Linked DNA regions of Zea mays: region 1 is linked to region 2. Evidence: chromatin contacts called from public Hi-C data. All regions are on one chromosome and are shown on one strand. The core of a region is the stretch at or near the end of the contact, and the rest is flanking DNA. Distances in the headings are between cores, read along the strand shown.

Evidence for each region. A called contact is a pair of places that touch in the nucleus more often than the background predicts.
Region 1: a contact with region 2 is called in a Hi-C map of tassel, with 2.6 times the contacts expected there. The contact joins the promoter of LOC100383262 here to the promoter of LOC103643956 in region 2. A contact is called at or near these places in 2 of 25 Hi-C or Micro-C datasets (ear and tassel).

What each region holds. Positions count from the first base shown.
Region 1 is chr1:279,387,104-279,393,540 of Zm-B73-REFERENCE-NAM-5.0, reverse strand. LOC100383262 (Core-2/I-branching beta-16-N-acetylglucosaminyltransferase family protein) reads right to left here and starts at 4,310. Exons shown (of 2, transcript NM_001175922.1): 1 at 3,503-4,310; 2 at 1,887-2,823. The coding sequence starts at 4,063. The coding sequence ends at 2,173.
Region 2 is chr1:279,101,379-279,108,243 of Zm-B73-REFERENCE-NAM-5.0, reverse strand. LOC103643956 (lecithin-cholesterol acyltransferase-like 1) reads left to right here and starts at 3,939. Exons shown (of 3, transcript XM_008667126.4): 1 at 3,939-4,576; 2 at 4,578-4,597; 3 at 4,722-5,838. The coding sequence starts at 4,145. The coding sequence ends at 5,637.

The DNA.
Region 1 (6,437 bases), core at 3,061-5,560, 280 kb before region 2:
GCCTGATGGGCCGGCCCGAAGCACGGAAAAAAAGCACGGCCCAGGCACGGCACGACACGAAATAATTTAGTGCCGGGCCGGCACGACCCGTTATATCGGGCCGGGTTTGGGCCGAGGTCACGGCCCATGGGCGGGCACGAGCACGGCCCGTTTAAGGCAGGCACGAAAAGGCCCATATAGAGGCACGAAAAGGCTCATATATTTATCAAAACACACTTCATTCCACACTTTCATATACTTGATAAAAAAACACAAAGCTAGAGATAATGCTAGTTAGATGTTTTTTTTGTATCTTTGAATTAGAGTGTGTGATGTAATTTTACTTTTGTTATGAACATTAGACAATAAACTGAACTTACGAACTTTGTATAGAGCTGATTATACTCTTTTTTCTTCTAACAAAATGATTTATAAACGAGGTAGTCATTGCATAGCTGTGGTAACTTTAATACAAATATTAAGTTTAATTTTGTTTAAATTTATTTGTCTTATCTTTTATTTGTTTTATTATTTTTTGAATTTAGGGCTCTAATGTGAATTTCGGGCCAAAAACTGAATTTCGGGCCAAAAATTGAATTTCGGGCCCTAATGTGAATTTCGGGCCAAAAATTGAATTTCGGGCTTTTATAATTTCGAGCCGCCCGAAATAAGCCCGGCACGTTTAAGCAATTACGGGCCGGGCCGTGGGCCGAGGGCGAGGCCCATGGGCCGGCCCAGCACGGCCCGAAATTTAAACGGGCCGGGCCGGCCCGAAATTCAAACAATACGGGTCTTTTCGGGCTTGGGCCGGGCCGGGCCGGGCGGCCCGAATGTACACCTATACTCAGAGCTCAGGGATAATACAAGAACATGATTTAAATAGCCGCATGATGCTCTACTCTAACCTAATAACAGATTGAACAAGCTCACGGACTTCATTGTACGACTAACCTTAGACTAATTCGGCCTCGCGACAATCTTTTCTAAAAGACAGCATAATGCACATGGGCAGGCACACATGCGCGCGATTTAACCATTCGGTTGTTATTTGTTGGAGAACCGTAATATTGAACCTTTTTCCCCAACACATTGTTATTGTCTTGGTGGGATATTTATTATTTTTGACAAATTACGAACATATCGCCCATCAAAATCTAACGACATTAAACTTGTAGTCCCAAAATTATGTGACGTTCTTATTAATTGGTGGTCAAATTTATAGAAGCATGACTAATACATATCCTGAAGTGGGCCAGAGAAGAGTTTGTTTTTCCTATAATACCATAGTTGATAGTATAAACGAAGGCCTTTCATTGTTTCATGTATATAAATACCGGGCAGCAAACTTGATGGGTTGTTTAGAGCAAGATTAGAGAGGATTGAATGAGCTAAAATTCCTTATTATTCATTAAATAGTAAGGGATTTTAGCCTCATCAATTCCCTCCAATCCTCTTGCTCTCAAATAAGCTTGATTGGTACAACTGTACCCTTTGATTAGTCCAGTGTATGTCGAAAAAGGTAACGACATGGTTAGAGAGGAATGGTTTAACAACCTTAACTGCCAAGTTTACACACCCTGCATTCTGATCACAAACATATCCACATGTTCATCAACATCAGTTGCCCATTTCATAAGAGGTTCAAACAAAAGTAATGAAATGGCTTGGCGTCCCTCGGACCATGTAATCTAATGTCCCTCTTGTCTCATATATACGTCAAGTTCCATTGTGACAACAATTGTTACAACAAACACTGATGGAACCAAAAGTGACTAGGAGGTGGGAACCAAACTCCCCTTAAAAAAGCAAGAGATCATCGACGTGTAGTGCAGGCCTTAGCGGGAATCCACAGAGCGGCACCCAAGGAGTCTTCCAAGCTATAGCTGTGGGAACATCAGTTTTCTTTTCTGAAGATTTGAACCATATTCTTCCGAAGGAACCAAGAAATACAGGGTCATATGATCCGTTGTAGGTTCACCATACAAACTACTAAAACATGTCCTTATAAGTAAAATACATGCTGTAATACAGTATATATACCCTGTAAAATGATCACCTGGAGGAGGTGGGCAGCAATGTCCATGGCTGCGTCAATTCTTCCACCGAAATATCTCCACACACGCAATGATCCACAGTGACCTAACAAAGAAACTACAGGAGCAGCAGGATGCACCGATCAAAACAAAACGACCATTAACCAAAACCGAGCACAGTGGGTGCTAACTCTAACAATGGCTGCAACGCGCTCGGAGCGAACTTCCGAGCAAACAAGAAGCACACCGTCGTATTCCGGCCGTTGTATAGGCAGGTCTCTCCCCCTCGAACCCCCTTCAAGAACTCCTCCGTGATGTCACCCCGACCAAACGTGGCTGGATGCGCCGAGTTGGGACCCCCTCTCGACCAGTCCACCCAGGTGGCGGTCCTGTTGGCCAGCTTGTGCGGGGCTTCGATCTTGAGCATCGTCTGGATGTAGTGCTCGTCGGCGTAGCATCCGGGCCTGCAGAACTGCTTGAACTTCGGATAGTACACCGTGTCCTCGACGATCGCGACGGCGAGGTCTCTGTCTGCTTCGAACCACTGCCAGCCTTTGCGCCACTGCTCGAGCTCGACCTCGGGCGCCATGTTCAGGTTGTACCGCCCTCTCCCGTCTCTTCCGGGATCATCGATCGACATGACGAAGCTGTGGCTTGAATTCTGGAAATATTCGTAGGTCGTGTTGAAATCGAAGAGGGGAATGCATGACTCGGACACTAGCACGAACCACTCGTTGGATATGTCCAGTAGAGCGTTGGCAAGCAGACGTCTCTCAGCGTCACACATAGTCATCTGGCCCCATTGCACAGCCTGTATGTAATCAGCACAAGTTTCAAACTAATATGCCATCATCAGGGGTATGGGTACCTCAATACAAGAGACAAGCTAGAGAAATCACTTCTCCAGTTTATCAAATAACACTACCCACTGCGATATATATGTAACATGAAAGTAATGCATTTTTTTAGATAAACGTTGCCCCATACACATTGTAATATCAAAAGTACTACAATAACAGTCAGTGATAAATATTAAACATCTATAGAGTATAGACAGAACTTTTAACAGAGTTATTAACCTAGATAGATATATATGTTCTTAACCTCTGCACCACAGGAACGGTCGATTTCCTCGAAAATCAAATCAAAACAGCAATCATCTCAATGCTTTTGACTGGCTTGCATTGCTTATGTCTTGTTTATCAGTTTACAGTAAGTGCTAGTCTAATAATATAGCATCACAATAATTCAGTACTTTAATCTATATACTTTCCTTATTGGAATTCGGAAAATACTCCTTCCAATCCATCAAAGTGACAGAAATAGGTAGTATTTAGTAACGACTTGTCAGATCGCGTGCGAAGTAGTAGTTGAGTACAGCTAGAATGGAGTTCGATTTCGTATGAAGGTGACGGAACAAACATGCATTCCAGGCGCTAGATTGGAGCTTGTTTTCGTAAGCCAGAGGGGATCGGAGGCGATGAGCAGACCTTACTGGGGATTTGGCGACGGTAGAAGACGGAGTTGGAGGTGAAGTTGGCGCGGTATAGAGGCATCGTGTGGACGTAGATGGAGTAGCGGTCCTCGTTCCCCCGGAAGAAGCGCTCCCAGAGCGGCGCCAGCGGCAGCGGGCCGTGCGTGAGGAACATGAACGCCACCTTGGGCACGCGCTGGAATGGGTACCCGCTCCGGCCGCGCATTCGCGGCGCGTACGACGCGAGCCAGAGCAGCTCCTCGTCCGTCATCGCGTGCTGCGCGCGAGCCGGGGGGCGGGTCCACCGCTCCAGCCCCTCCTCCGGCTCCGGCTCCGCCGCTGCAGCCGCCCCGAGGCACGGCCGGAACAGCGCGGGCGCGACCGCCGCCATCTCCTCCGCGTGCCGCGCCAGGAACACGCCGAACGCTGACAGCCCCATCACCACGCCGAACAGCATGAGCCCCAGGAACAGCTTGAGCATCCCCGCAGGGAACACCCTGCGCTGCTCCTGCGCTGCGGGCAGGATGGCGGCCTGCTTCGCCTCCTCCACGGATTCCACCCGCATCGCCATCGCCATCGCGGCCCCCGGCTAGGATTTCTTTCGACGCCGTGGAATGGAATTCGTTCCTCCCCGTATTTGGGCGCGACCATCGCAATGCCTCCGGACGACGCGGATCATGTGTGGCACTGGCACGCGCTCCAGGTCTGACCCTTCTCGGGCCGGGGTCGCGGCGGCGCGCACGATTGGGCTGGCGCGAACTCCGATGTGGCCATGCGGGTGGTGGTGGGATTTGTGTGGGTGGCGCCTCGAGAGCTGGGACGCGGGTTGCCTTTGCCTTGCCTGCACGCTCAGATGCTCTCGTGTCCCGTGTTGTGTCTCGTCAACGGAGGTGGTGGGTGTTGGGCTTCGGGGCTTGAGGCACTGGTGAGATGGGCCGACCCTAGCCTATTTAGACGTGGCCTATTTATGTTAGACATATGCATGGACTATTTATGCTAGACATGGCATAAGAGTTTGTTTTTGGGCCGGGCTAGAACAATGGCACGACAGACAAATTATCAAAAGATTCTTCAAGTTTCTTGTCCTCCATCTAGTGTTGAAGTCTTGCTTCTGAAGCCTGCCAGTCCTTAATGCAGGGAAGTATCTCTACCATCTCTGGGCTCAAGCGACACCACCAGAGTGCAACAGACAAACCAGGAGAGCTATAAACAACTAAAGGCTATACGAACACTTTCACTTAGCCCTTCAACATGGATACATATACAATACAACTTTTAGAGCAGTGATAAAATCTCCTTTCCAGCCTCGAGACAATGCAAACTGATCTTTCTTCAATCAATTCTGGAAGATTCTATTGATGGTCAGTCCAATCCATAGAAAGTAACATATTTAGGCACATATCAATTAAGCTAATATGGTTTTATGCATTGGAATTGAATTCTAAGAATCTAAACGAGACGTAAGAAGAAATGGATTGAGATTAGTATGCCTCCAGTATTAATGTATAATGAAGAAAGAATTCCATCACTCAAGTCTGATCTCATTCCGGGTAAGAAATGCCCTACTGAGGGTGGCCAGGTGATAATAGAAGTTATTTTTTTTAATATTGTCCTTTTATGAATCCGGATTGAATAAGACCGGCCCGAGGGTGGATCAAGGATGCATTTTTTGAATGGAGTCTTCTCTCTAAATATTTTCGAGAAATATACCGGGCCAAACCTTCTGAGCTAACTGCACCCTAACCATTTTCAGAGAATCATTCCTCCCCCACTCTCTACCCCTAAAAAAGAAAATGCATTCATTCGCACTGTGCTTGACTTTCGCTCCTATAGCACTAGCACTCTAGCACGTGAATGCCTATTGGCTCTAGTATTGTGCTCTTTGCTTTTAGTCTCGCTTGCTATGAAACTTCCACTAAAAAAGAAGAATTTCCACACCCACCGACTGCAGAAGCTCAATCAATGGCCACTACCGACAAGGGGACAATATAGCTGCTTTGAACATGCATCCAGCACCTTGAGTCACTATCAACCAAAAAACAAGCGATATAGGAGGTAGACTGCCCGCTCCACAATGAGTGAAGAGTGCAGTAGAGCTAGAGACATCCTTCATGAAAGCAAATTGATCTAATCAGTTGGATAGTGCTTGAAAAGCTATTCCTCACTAGCGTTGTCTTGTCTGTTCTTGTTCTGGATTGGGGCACGGGTTTTCTGTAGATCCTCGATGATTCTGCTAGATATTCTAAAAATAAACTCTGAAGATATGGTAGAAGCAGACATGGTTAAAACATTAAACGTCACCTATACAGAGGGTGAATAAGCAAAACCTGAAATTTACAAACTTAAGCATAAACTTCAACCCTGGATTAGCGTTAGAAGGTGTATAAAGTCAATAGGAGTGCGGGAGAGGTGTTCTTCTTGCCAAGAGTTGCACTAATGATCGTGGAATTACTTGGGTGCAACTCAAATTGATATGAGATCAATTGCAAGCAAGAGAATATGAGAGAGGGGAGAGGAGGAATAAAATCGCAAAGTAGAGATTAACATGAAGAACACGAGCAATTTGTTTCCTGAGATTCGGTTCCTAAGAACCTACTCCCCGTTGAGGAGTCCACATAGGACGGGTCTCTTTCAACCTTTTCTCTCTCTCAAATGGTCGCTTAGACCGGTTGAGTGCTTCTTCTCAAACTCGAGGGTCACTTAGACCTCACAAGGATCACTGCACACTTAGTTTTTTCTTGCTGGCTTACAAGTGAATGAGAATTTAGAAGGGTGAGGAAGAAAGCACGATCAATAAAACCAAGCAACAAGAAAACACAAGGTCACACACTCTTTAGAGTCTCTCCAAGGCACTTAATCACTAATGATCACAAATCATAAATGTGGCACTTGGAGGAGTTTTGAGGCTTTGAGTGTGGCTTAAAATGAAGTTTTGCTCTTTGTAATTAATG
Region 2 (6,865 bases), core at 2,690-5,189:
AGCCGCGGCGCTGCATGAGCAACGGTAGACCAGACGTGCTTACGAGCGGCGGATCGAGGCGAGCGGTCACGATGGCGGATCAGCGACCACGAGCGATGGGAGGTGGCACGCCGGTGCCGCATCCATGCTTGCTGGCTTGTTGCTTGCCTTCTGAGGCTTCCACGGCATGGTCAGCCACGGATTCAGTTATTTATTAGTTAAGGCAGTTTTACGTTAAACTATAATTATCATGTTTAAATGATGTTTATATGTGCCATTATATATATATATATATATATATATATATATATATATATATATATATATATATATATATACAATTTATTTTTTGGCTAGTATAAATTTTTTATATCATATCCAGTCTAAATCCTGGCTCCGCCGACATTAAAAAATGCATTCGAGGACTACTAGACTGGTCCGAGACATGCTGCGGTCCTGAACCCGCATCTGGAGTCAACGTCGGCCTTCATTCCCTTTCATATTAAGGGCCTGTTTGGAGGTCTGACCTCCAATGCCACATCAAGCCTAAGGTGCGGCGGCCGATACGGCCGCCACAACTGTGGCGCGGCGTGGAAACCGGAGCGGTGATCCAAACATGCCTTAAATCTATAATTATAACTATTGGTTCAGTCATGGAAATCATAAAGCTCCTGCATGGACGAGAAACGGAGTCAAAGATCACTGGACTGGACGGGCGGCAGCATGCAGATTTCGCCGCCCGTTATCGAAGTAAAAAAAATGACCCTTTTTTTTTCGGTCCAAGAAGATTGCGTCAACATATGCCGGCGCAAACGAAGGACACAACAACAAGCTCTCATGGTCGCATCGCATACTTCACGATCGGCGGCGTTCAATCGACTTCACGGCCGGGGACATGTCACGTGCACCCGACATGGTTTTGCCCGATCTTTTGAAAAATGCAGACATCAGTCGGCACCGAGACACCGGGGAGACGGGGCCTTTTTGGTCCTTGACTCATGGTATATAGCTCTCTTTTTTTCAGCTTCTCTACTGGTGGTACACAATATGTCAATAATATATAAATACAACACTGGACAGTAGATGAACATGGACAGCTGCAGAGCCGAAATCTGTACTGAATTAAGCAACCCACAGACGGACGCACGTATTTTTCGCGTTTCTTTTTTATCACAAAACAGCAGATTTTATGTTGTGGTACTAGTACAGCGCACGCGGATTTTCTGGTGCAATGCAACGTCGGCCGGCCGGCGTTGGATTTATTAAGCTAAGCCGCGACGGCGACGCCAGCCCTACGAGCCGCCGTCCTGGACGACGGCCCCACGGCGCAGCTCTTGCTCCTGGGCCCCATCAGCGCCTGCGCCTTCTCCTCCTCGCCCAGCCCGAACTCGCACGGCCGGTCCTCGTCGATCCGGCCGATGGCCACGCTCTGGCTCCGCGGCCCGACGCCGGCGGGGGCCCTGGGCGGGCCGGCACGGGAGGCCGCCCTGATGAGCTCCCGCACGTCCTCGTCGGTGCCACCGCCCGCCGCCGAGCGGTAGAACCCGTGGCTCTGGCACCGCGGCATCGCCACCAGCCCCACGGGGGCCAGGCCTCCCCGGCCGCCGCCGCCCCCCGCGCAGGCCGCCATCCGGCTCACGTACAGGTCCCGCGCGCGGACCAGGGCGCGGAACGGCGCGCGCACGCACCGCCCTAAGATGGCCAGCGCGCGCGTCCCCCTGCTCGCCGTCACCGCCGCCGCCATGGTACGGTCTGCTGGCCTCGAGGGATCAAACGTACGTACGGGTTGCTTCTCGCTGTCTTGCACGTCGTAGCTCTGCTCTCGGGAGCGAGGTGGGTGGCAGTGTGGCACCTGGAAGTGGTACACTCCGAATCCGAACCTCCGATCTCCAGTAGCTGGGGCTCTGATGTAGTGTTATATAGGTGGAGGACATGCGACTCGTTCTCCGGCGAGTGGCTTGTCTGGATGGCTACGGACGCAGCTGCCAGCAGGGAGTACCTGAGTTCTGACCGATGCCCGTCTCGTTCTCGTTGGTTGCGCGTGACTGAACTCACGAGGCTGTCTGGCACGGCATGTTGTGACCTTGGGGTCTTGGTTTGGCCTGTTCAAGTCAGACGGGCGGGAGTCCCTGCTACCTGCTTGCGTCGACTCTTTCAAGTCGCATGGATCGACGGAGTCAGTCGGTCGCCGTGAGGAGAGAATCAAGGGTAGTGCGTTGCTTCTTTGTGTTTTTTTAATTATGAGAAGATATTTTAATTTATTTAGAAATATAAAAATATTCTATAATTTAAAAACAGAGCGAGTATTCTATACAGGATTATATCCTGGAGTTGAGGTCAATGGACACGGCCACACGGCTTTGATGATTTTCCCAGTTCGTTGCTAGTAGCAAGAGACGTCTTGTGTACGGTACAGGTGTACTGCGCCGTGTACAGAACTACAGATACAAGATAACAGCTGCAGCCACGTGGATGTACGTACAGTGGCAAGTTGCTACCACTTCCTGGAGAACGAAGCAGTCACGTCAAGCATTTCAGCGAGCACCCAAAAAACATGCAAGCTAGCTATTCAAAAGCCACGTTAATCGAGATTCATAACAAATAGTAAAAAGTTGTGTACGTGCAAACCTAATGTTGCAACTAATACGAGTACGGTATAATTAAAAAACAAAGAAATGCTTGAGCGCATGGATCACCTGCAGAGGGCAGACCAAAGACGTTCATTCCTGTGTCACGGGCACGTTTACTTGAAACAAAGTAAAAAAAACGAACAAATAGGTGGTAGAATAAACATTTCTCTTGAAACAAAGAAGAAAAAAAAAGCAGAAATATTCCAAACTCCGTACAGAATCCGTGTAGGCCCGTCGGAAGCCTACGATGTGTAGTGAGCAGATGAGGCCCATATCCAGCAGTCCAGCACAGAGGTTAGCCGTAGCGGCCCAGTTCGGCAATGTTTGGATCCAAGGAAGCGCATGGATTCAAAACAAGCAAGCCCAGCGCCTGTCCCTGTTCCTGTCCTTTGTCGCGTCCCCCGGCCCGATCCTGTCCGGCGATCGAAGGCAGCCGGTACGTGCTTCTCAGACTGACCGCAAAGGCTGCCCCTATGCAGCCCCCTCCCCTTGCATGGCGCGTGCAGTGGGCGCTCCACACGCGCAGCGGTGCCTCCTAGCCCGTCGTCCTTCTCTCTCTCCCCCTCAATCTAGCGTGTCACTGTTCATCACCCTAAACACTGTGCTGTGGGTACACGAGTAATTGTTAGTAGATAAAAAATTGATAGTTGGTATAGAAAATGATATTTTATAGTGGTAGTGGGGTATAAGGAGAGTATTTAGGGGGAACCGCTGCGGGAGATGGAAAAATAGGAGGAAAAATAGGGGGGAAAAGTGATATAGGGGGAAAAATTTAGGGGTAACGGTTGCGGATAGCCTCAGGCTGTGCGCAGCGGTCACAGCTAGCGATCCCCCTCCCCTTGCATGCCGTCTGTAGGGGGCACCCTACGGCCGCAGCGGTGCCCCCTACAGCACCCCCTACGCGTCGGCACCCTTCTCTCTCCCCCCAGATCTAGCGTGTCACTGTTCATCACCTTAAACACTGTGTTGTGGGTCCACGAGTAATTGTTAGTAGATAAAAAATTGATAGTTAATATAGAAAATGATATTTTATAGTTGTAGTGGGGTATAGGGAGTATTTAGGGGGAACTGCTGCGGGAGATGAAAAAATAGGGGAAAAAATAGGGAGGAAAAGTTATATAGGGGAAAAATTTAGGGGTAACGGTTGCGTTGCGGATAGCCTCAACCGCCGGGATCGCGTGACCGACAGCCCCGAGCCCCAGACCCGGCGACAGCAGGGCCCTCCAAGTCTACACGCACCGCGTACAAGTTACGGTACAGGGACATTAGTCGCTGTCATCGCGTAACCACGGAATAATTACGATGGCACAAGCTCGATCCGGACGGACGGACGCGCTTGCCTTGCCTCTACCCACTGCTGCAAAGCAAGGACGACGTAACCACTACCGTTACCGCGGGCCTTCTTGAGCGGCTCCAAGGGATCCAAGTAGCATTATCGCCAATCAGTAAGTAGGCTCCAAGAGCACCGTCCGTCACCACACAACAAAGTTAGCAAGTAGCAGTGACCACCTGATCCAAAAGCAACAAGTAGGATCATGGACGTGGGGAGGCGCCTTTCGCTGGCCCGCGTGCCAGCAGTGGCCGCGCTGATGGTTATGCTGTCGCTGAGTTCGTCCTTCTGCGTGTCGTCGTCGGCGGCGAGGGCGGTCGCCAGGCCTGGCGCCGCGGAGCAGCTGCAGCGGCACCCCGTGGTGCTGATCCCGGGAGCGGGCGGCAACCAGCTGGAGGCGCGGCTGACGGAGGGCTACGAGCCGTCCAGCCTGGTGTGCCGGGTGTGGCCACTCGTGCGCGGCCGCGGTGGCTGGTTCCGCCTCTGGTTCGACCCCTCCGTGCTTGTCGCGCCGCTCACCAGGTGCTTCGCCGAGCGGATGACGCTCTCCTATGACGCCGACGCCGACGACTACCGCAACGCGCCCGGCGTCGAGACCAGGGTCTCCGACTTCGGCTCCACCTCCACCCTCCGCGGAGGACCTCGACCCCAATCTCAAGTACCCAAAGCAACCATTTCCATTCGCTCAGCTTATTATATATGCTACGGTGAGTTCCAAGTGTCATCGGTCGATGACGTGACCTGAGACCTGACGACGAACAATCGACGCGTGCTACGTGCAGGCTCCTCACGGGGTACATGAACACTCTGGCGAGCACGCTGGAGGAGGCCGGCTACGAGGAAGGCCGCGACCTGTTCGGCGCGCCGTACGACTTCCGGTACGGGCTGGCCGGGCCGGGGCACCCGTCGCAGGTGGGCAGCGCGTACCTGCAGCGCCTCAGGCTGCTGGTGGAGTCGGCGTGCGCGGCCAGCGGCGGGAGGCCCGCGATCCTGGTGGCGCACAGCCTGGGCGGCCTCTTCGCGCTGCAGCTGCTGGCGCGCAGCCCGCCGCAGTGGCGCGCGGCGCACGTGCGGCGCCTCGTCACGCTCTCCACGCCGTGGGGCGGCTCCGTGCAGGAGATGCTCACCTTCGCCTCCGGCAACACGCTCGGGGTGCCCTTCGTCGACCCGTCCCTCATCCGCGACGAGCAGCGGACCGCCGAGAGCAACCTCTGGCTGCTGCCGACGCCCAGCGTGTTCGGCAACACCACGCTGGTGCTGTCGCGGGCCCACAACCGCTCCTACTCCGCCAAGAACATGACGCAGTTCCTCCGGGACATCGGCTTCGAGGAAGGCGTGGAGCCGTACCGCGCGCGGATACGGCCGCTCGTCGAGGCCCTGCCGGAGCCCGGCGTGCCCCTGACGTGCCTCGTGGGCACCGGCGTCGACACGGTGGAGAGCCTCGTGTACGGCGACCGCGGCTTCGACGAGGCCCCCGAGAAGGTGGTCTATGGCGACGGCGACGGGACGGTGAACCTGGCCAGCCTCATAGGCCCGATCAAGGCGTGGTCGGACTCGCCGGCGCAGGTCGTCGAGGTGGTGGAGCTGCCCAAGGTGTCGCATTCCGGCATGCTCAGCGACAAGAGCGCGCTGGAGCAGATCATAAGGATCATCGATTCTATCAACCTGAACGCCACGAGCTATCATCATTCCTCTTAGAATGTTTTGCTTTAGTAGACAACTAACGATGATTTCTTTTCACTTAAATCGGCGACAGCAGCTAGTTTTTTTTATTTGGAAAAAAGTTTATTGTTTTTTCTGTAAGGATTATCGGGATTTGCTTTAGCTGGTGCCTATTAGAGTTCTCTATGTATTTCTTAATCGTTATGAATAAATTTTTTTGGGAAAAAGTACATTTAACCAGGGTTTTAAAGTAGTTATCCAAATATACTATTCTAGATTTCTCGCTAATAAAAACAGAAAATAAAAATGGTTCTCTAGAGTTGAATCAAGATATAGGAAAAATATTGAAGAATGTAAAGTTATAAACATCTTATAATAAAAATAACTTTCTAAATAATAATTCAGAGAGTGAATAAAAACACTCTTCAAGATAGACATGCTTGTTGTTTACGTCCATAAAGATATAATTGTTGGAGACAGAATCCAACAGATAGGGAAAAAACTAAATTCTAGAGCAACTCCACCGGATTCATAAAAATAACCCCCTTTCCTTAAAAAACTAACATATACATGAAATGAAAAAAAATTAGAGTACATCCTCTTTTTCAATCCACTTTCACCGTATTTTTTTCTCCCTCTCCAAAACTTCCCTTAACCCCGCAAATGGAAAAAAAATCTCTGTATAACATATGCGAACTCGTCGGGATGCAGTGTCTCGTATTCGTGACTTGTAGGCCTACAAACAGAAGTCACAAGAAGCACCAAACTAGAGATGACAATGGGCCCCGATCCCCGATTCCCCGGGGGGAAGGTTCTCCCCCCGCGGGGATGTAAACGGGGAAAAAATCCTCCCCCGATGGGTAAACGGGGACGGGGATGGGGAAACCTTCCCTATCCCCGTTCCCCGCGGAGACCCATTAAACTTATATATGATGATATTTTCATATAATATATAATAATAAAAATAAATAATTACATTGTTAAGAGATAACTCGTTGTACAAATATGTTTATTTTGATGTACACATAATGAGTTCTAACATCTGACAATGTATATAAGTGACAATATTTTGTATTAATAAAAAAGAAAGTATGTTATAATTATAATTTAAGCGGAGACGGGGATCCCCGATGGGGATTTATCCCCGCGGGGAACGGGGATGGGAAAGAAATGCCCCCCGCAAGAGTTCGTGGGGATTCCCGCGGGGATTTTTTTTTGTCGCGGGGATGGGTACGGGGAGCCAAAACCCGACGGAGATTTCCCC